Regions from separate parts of the Lactuca sativa genome. Here region 2 is linked to region 1. A link is a contact called in public Hi-C data. All regions are on one chromosome and are shown on one strand. Each heading gives the region's core, a stretch centred on a gene start, on an enhancer-like site or on the middle of the called end of the contact. The rest is flanking DNA. Distances are from core to core; before and after follow the strand shown. Region 1 holds the start of LOC111889973 (3-beta-hydroxylase). Region 2 holds the start of LOC111896224 (E3 ubiquitin-protein ligase RGLG2).

Region 1 (3,738 bases), core at 1,222-3,721:
TTCCAAATGGTAAAACAATTTTTTTTACTTGCATGTATATACAACATACACCCTTTCAATTTATCACTAGCATCTATTATTGAAATTACAATCTTAAAAGCAAATAGGGAACTTTGTTATGCTCGCCTCATGACCACACCGGAAATCTCAAAACTATATAAATATACAATATGTAACATGAATACAGAAGATGTGTACGTGATCTATTAGATAAAACTATACATAGTGTAAAGCCTTAACTCTTGTAGTGCATCCCAAAATATGAAATAACAGTGCAAATGCATGTTAAAAGACTTCCATTTGTCATTTCTACAAAGATAACTTTTTTGGGGAATATTCTTACCAAAGTTAAAGCACACATAAACATTCATATACATATACATATTTTGACAACTAAAAACAATAGACACAAGCTATAAAATTTAGGGATTATCAAACAAATGTTTTCCAAGGTATCCTACTACCCTAGATCAATGTAGCATCAAACTTTGAATAAAATCTAAAAACGAGTATTTGGTATAACAAGCAAAGGGTACTTCCTATGGACTGTAAGCCCACTAGACTCACTCATGTCCAATTCTTCCACTTTCCCTTCATTTGGCACTTTGAAGTCAAACTTGTACACTAAATTTGCTAAAGCAAGCTTGTTAATAGCCATAGCAAAATGAATACCAGGGCACTTTCTTCTCCCCCCACCAAAGGGAAGAAGTTCAAAGTCAAGACCTTTGTAGTCAATGCTACTATTCAAGAATCTTTCTGGCATAAACTCTTCTGGTTCTTCCCATATATTAGGATCTCTTGATATCGCCCATGCATTAATCATCACCCGAGTTCCAACTGCAATGTCGTAGTCCATAAGTTTGACATCTTGTGTTGATTCTCGAGGAACAAGTAGTGGAAGTGGAGTATGCAACCGCATGCTCTCTTTTAGTACAGCTTCTAAGTATGGGTGTTGTGTGTTCTCTAGATCTTCCTCTGTGATTCTAGGTTTTTGTTGGGCTATTTCTCTTAGTTCTTGTAAGAGTCTTTTCATTGCTCTTGGATGTCTTATTAGCTCAGAGATTGCCCACTCAAGAGTTGTGAATGTAGTATCCGTCCCAGCAACAAACATTTCCTTCATCAAACATAGAAAGTTTAAACTAACTACTTCTCCAAGATTTATATAGGGATAATCACAAAACTGACCACATGATTGGGAGAAAATATAGGAAAATGACACAATTTTGTTTAGTTAGCCATATGGCCATCATGCCCGAAAATGTATATTTCAGGATAAATCTGCTTTGTCTCAAAATAACTTGATGTCATACCAAAAAAAAAAAAAAGTAAATTTCAGATTTTGGGCTAAACAAAGTAAAAAAAGAAACTTTTCCAAAATTTAAAAAACATATCCCAAATCCAAAATTTCAAAAAAATGTATCATTTTTGTACTGAACACACTATACCATTAAAAAACGGAAACACCCAATTTCGGAATTTTGGTTATTTAGTAAAAGGATAGAAGTTGCGTCTTCTAGACTAATATTAAAAGTTTAGGACATTTGCTTACCAAGATTAAAGCTTTAATGGTATCTCTATGAACAAGAAAGTCGGTGGTTTGTTCTCTTTGAATTTCTAGTAAGATGTCAACCACATCTTGCCTTCCACCACCACTAACCATTCTTATATTTCTATCCGAGTGGTCTTCGATTACACCCTCCAGAAACACATCAAATTCTTTCGCAAGTTTATCCGCTCTTGCTTCCAAACCAATTAAACGATCCACAACCGAAAGATATGGAATATAGCTTCCAACGCTAAACACACCCAACATCTCCATTAACCTCGTTGTCAAGTCAGTAAACTTCTTGTCATATTTCCGTCCCAAAGCTATCCGACAGATGATATCACTCGTAAGCGAGACAATAATCTTGCTTAAGTCGATCACACAATCACTGTTGTTTTCAATCATATTGATCATAAGAGCTATCTCGTCTTCTCTGACATGTTGGAACAAGTCAACTCTTTTTGCACTTAGGAGGTGGAGGACATGAAGACTTTTTGCCTGCCTCCAATATTCTCCATAACCTGCAAATCCTACGTTTTTAGCATTGTAAGTCAATCTATTGAGAATACCCATATCGGGTCTGTTTGAGAATATTAGATCATGGGTTTTCATGATTTCTTGAGCTGCTTCAGCGGAGGAAGCTAGAACTACAGGCACGCTGCCTAAATGAATCAAGACTAGCGGACCATGTTTCTGGGCTAATGTCCTCAGAGAACGGTGAGGGGCTGAGCCTAGTTGGTGTAGGTTTCCGATGATTGGAAACCTTCGTACAGATGGTGGTAAGTTTTTGGTAGCATTCGAATGCGATGAAATCCATTTGATATGGATAAAAATCATCAAAAGGAAAAATGGTGTTAAGAAGAGGATCAAAGTCTCTACAGAGGGAAACATGGCTGCAAATCTGCAATCTACTTTGCTAAACAACTTTGAATAATGACTCAATATGCTTATAAATTCAAAGTCAACGTTTAGACTTTGTACAAAGTGGACCTGAAATACGTCAATATCAAGCGGTATTGAGATAAACATGGATATATAACAAATATATCAATTAAAAAAACTAACATGTATATACAATTTAAAATAATACAAAAGCTTAGGATTAATATTTTTAGTGTATAGAAAAATTGAACCATATTCAGTACTATTTTTCTTTTCCAAATTTGAAGTTAGACGTTTGTGATTGTGAAATACTAGTAGTAGTCTAGTATATAACAAATAAATGGAATGAACATAATAGTATATACCAAGTAATGTAATAGATTATTACACTTCATAGTCAAGTTTTACTTATTCAAACATATTTATCATACAATAAAACTCAAGTGTGCTTATTTACATTGTTCGGTTTTGAACCAAGCTAAACTATCTTATGTTTGACTGGTTGGTTTCAAGTTCGGCTCCAATTCTTACTGTGCATCGGCTAAATAGTTTGTCCAGTAGTGACCGGCTTCTTCTCAATTGATCAACTTTTCATTCCCTCACATATTCCATCTGCTTCCCACCGCTTTCTACCGCCTTTACATCGATTTCACCCTCATATTCATCTATACCTTCTTCATTTTTTCCATATTTTCTCCGATTTTGGTCAAACCTCGCTTCTTGATTTTTCATCTTCTCCGATTTAGTCTTTGGTGACACCGCCTCCGCCACAACCTTTGTGGAAGGAGCAAGAAAACGCAGTCGGGACTGCGACAAGCGAAGCGGTCCAACATAGACGGTCGAAGAGTGCATCAACAGTGTTTGTAGCTGGTTGCTGTCGGACTTCAACCAGTTCACCTACATCGCCCCACCATTGTCGTCATCAACATTCACCATGACACATACCAGTGCACCAATGCGACCTCTACTCCTGCGCAACAACGCACCAACGACACAAGTAATTTTTGGTTTTGCAAATTAGAGCCTTTCTTCTTTTTTCCGATCGATTTGTTTCTCTAAATCATTGCAATTTCATCTTCAAATCAGTGCAGGTTGATGTGATGTCTAATTGTCATACATATTAGTGTAATTTGTTTTTACGTATTGATTTGTAGCAGATGGTGTGTTCTTCGCTAAGCTAAGCGAGGGCCTTACTAGGGAACTCACGGAAGACGATTACTTCGACAAGATCCTACCATTGGAATAGGGCTTGTGGGTGCCCCAACTTGCGGAGATGTTATGAAGCTTTAGATTAAGGTTGATGAAGATAC
Region 2 (3,510 bases), core at 273-2,772, 180 kb before region 1:
GTCCTGTTTAGAGGGATAAAAACAAGATAAATTAACCTTTACAAATATAATAATAATAATAAAATAATTACAACTTATAGAAAACAGAATCACCATTCACCACCTGCAAGTCGTAGTTGAGGTACTAATTCTCTGTATCTTCTTAAAACCTCTTCAAATCCATCACAAAATTTATCATCCGGAAGGAAACTGAAGACTTCTTGATCATGCGTTGAAGCTGGAAAATTATATACATTACAATCAGTGACAGTGATAGAGTAACAGTGACAGTGTCACAGTACATACCATCTCCAAATCCAAAACAAGGAATTAAATTATCCTCATCGAAGGAAGCTAATGTCCTTCCAATTATCGAAATTGCTTCTTCATAAGGATTCATTTCGTTTCCAATGTGATGCAAGCATCTTCTATGAAACGATCTTGCACCTAAAATTGAAAAAAGTTTGAAATGTCAAAAGCTTTTATTGAAAATTGAGAAACCCTAATGTTTTAATCGAACCTGTCCATTCGTTGCTTTTGGTGAAATCTACACCGACAATCAAATTTGATGATTCCAAACCCGCACGCGCCAGGGCATCTGTAACCTGCTCTAAGTTGTTGTAGTTATCATCGATTCTTGAATATTTTCTCTCGAGTTTCTTCTTAACTGCGGGAGCTTGATTAGGATAGCTTTGATATGGAGAAGGTGAAGCATACGGTTGGCTCACTGGAGGTTGAGGATACGATGGTTGCGGATAGGCCCATGAATTTGAGGTCGAGCCATATGATGCATAACGACCTGAAACAGATCTCTTTGAACTTTTGCCACCCATGAACTCAATCCAGTCTTCACGGGTTTTGATTTCTGAAGAATCAATACATACATGCACGAAACAATAAATTAATGTGGGTGAAATATAGTTTACTCTATCAAATCTTGATATCCACTATCAATTCGAGAACGTAGAGTGTAAAGAATGCTACATTTTGACTATTGATGTTAAACTAGCAAGTAGCAACCCAATTCAATGTCAAATTTCATTTTTAAAGAAAAATCAATTCATTGGATTGAAAATTAACATTAAGATCTACAAGAACTGAAGATGGTGTTTAATTTAATTAATAAGAAAATCATAGCAATTTTGATTTTGAAGACCTATAGGTTGACATTAAAAGGTCATACAGGTCGCTATTTCCTGATTGCTGAGAAAGAAAGCATACTTCAAAAATCAAAATTGACATGATTTGCATCGATAAAATTGAACTTTCGAACAAACCCAAATCAGAAAAGTCGAACATAAGAAGATTTACCTAAGAAATTGTGGATAGCCTCTTCAAGAATCGGTGAGGGACTGAATGAAGAAAAGATTCGAGCGAAAGTGAAAGTGAAAGTGAAAGGGAGATAACAAGGGTTTGTTTGTAGGTGGAAAAGGATTGACAAAATAAACAAAATACGAATGGATTGAGTGCGAATAAGCTAAGTGGTAGTTAATTCGGGGAAGGTTCCTTCTGGTTGTGTAGGTGAGCTATATATGTATATCCTTTTGGTTCGACGGTGCTTATCGGTTATGACGACTATTATCACTGTGTCAACCCGTGAGTCACGGGTCTCGACGCTGATCGACCGTATATTCGGACGAGGGCATTCTTTTCTGTTTGTTAGCGGGCGTTTGGATGGTTGTATAATTATAACTTAACAAGAATCAATTTTAAATATTGATTTCAATTAGCTTGAATGGACGATTTTAAACAAGGTTCTAAATAAATAATTTGATGCGCTTGGCAGCATGATAAAAGTTAAGTCATGACAAATCTTGACGAGCCATCACGTTTTTCAAGACGCGACAATTTTATATAATTTTTTTTTTAAAACAAATCATATAAATATTGAATTTTATCAAATATATCAAGTTTTTAGAATTATTATATTAATATTTAGTATAAAAAAATTAACAAAAATTCAATTATTTTAGGGTGGATCAGAAGAAAAAAAAACTCGCTGCATAACGCGATTAGACGCGCTTTGACAAATTATTATATTAATATTTAGTATAAAAAAAAAGACAACAACATATCTTTCTAATACTTTATGATGAATTGTAAAATTATTCTTGTTTTGAAAAATTACGATGATAAATCTTATTATAAATTTTGAAGTTATAAAATTACTATATACAAGATTAATTGTATTTTATTGAGAACCTCCACAATCCATACTACAAAACTAAAAATATCAAACAAGAGTGATATCATAAAGCATTGATTATTGATGCATGTTTTCATTTGTTTTGAAACTTTACATAATACAACTTTTAAATAAAGATGTCTTATAATAAACCATTCGTTTCTCAAACTCACAAAACCCTTGTTAGATCAACATATTTATGTTTCCCTCATATATTCTCATCCAAAACTTGCATACATTGTGGTTTAAGTGTTGATCTTCTTTCGAAAACATTAGTCAAAAAATTTACATGTGTTTTTTTATTAGCATAAACATTAATGCATTTAAATATGTTAAAAAGAAACATCCTTAACCATATCATATCGATACTTAAAACACGTGAGCTCTCTACATTGTACAACATGCTTCCAGAAAGAATCCAATTATACATTGCGATAAATTTGGAATATCTCATCTACCATAAATAATGGCATCATGAGACTATACTTAAAAATAATATGAACTCTATTGTTGACATATCTTGGTGTAGACTATCTATATAAGTATAAGAAAAAGAAAATTATAACATATGTTGCTTTAGATACCTAAAAGTTATCTTTGAAACTAGGTCACACTTTTTTTTCTCTTTTTTAATAGTCAGCTTTTACGATCACCAAAGTGGTTGCCATATGGCATGGTAACCAAGAATGGAAGCCAAAAAACCTCCTTAAGTTTTGAGTTTTTGCACCAAAAGAAAAAAAATGATTTTGGATAAACATGTTTAAAAGTAGCAAACATAGGCTTTTGTAGCATTGTTATAATGGGCAACATATATGAAAGAAGGTTGTTATTATATTTATTTAGAAGTAAACAGAAAATTAATGAGACGTATTTTAAAGAATAATATTGCAATGGTATAAAACTATAAATTGCCGAAAAGTCTACAATTAGAAAAACACAAAACTTTGCTGTAAACCAAGGTAACCCGTTTTATGGTGTAAGGTTTCAAATTACTTTTATTATCACATAAAGCTAATATTAAGAATGTTATTATTATTTATTTAAAAAAATACTTTATCTAAAGGAGTTTTTCCTTAGGGAAATTTAAGGATACATGCTTCTTTACCTATTTATTTTTTGTGATCACGTTTTCTTCGTTTTTCACATCTTTCTAAATCAAAATTCAAAACATGCAATAAGTACAATACAAAACATAGGCCAATATATGCTTTACAAATATGATTTCAGAACAATAATAAAAACCGAACCATGATTTAATACGATATAATTTAAGTAATATCTTAGTAAATACAACATTAATAAAAATGTATTTTACACATCATCTCTTTTTTTAGAAAGGGAACGTC

Evidence for each region. Hi-C and Micro-C count contacts between places; a contact is called where the count stands out from the background.
Region 2: a contact with region 1 is called in a Hi-C map of leaf, with 4 times the contacts expected there. The contact joins the promoter of LOC111896224 here to the promoter of LOC111889973 in region 1. A contact is called at or near these places in 2 of 4 Hi-C or Micro-C datasets (both in leaf).

Annotation. Positions count from the first base shown.
Region 1 is chr5:31,347,887-31,351,624 of Lsat_Salinas_v11, reverse strand. LOC111889973 (3-beta-hydroxylase) reads right to left here and starts at 2,471. Exons shown (of 2, transcript XM_023886126.2): 1 at 1,550-2,471; 2 at 286-1,114. The coding sequence starts at 2,437. The coding sequence ends at 500.
Region 2 is chr5:31,527,985-31,531,494 of Lsat_Salinas_v11, reverse strand. It overlaps LOC111896224 (E3 ubiquitin-protein ligase RGLG2), which reads right to left and starts at 1,522. Exons shown (of 11, transcript XM_023892236.3): 1 at 1,291-1,522; 2 at 500-844; 3 at 286-426; 4 at 104-217; 5 at 1-3. The coding sequence starts at 812.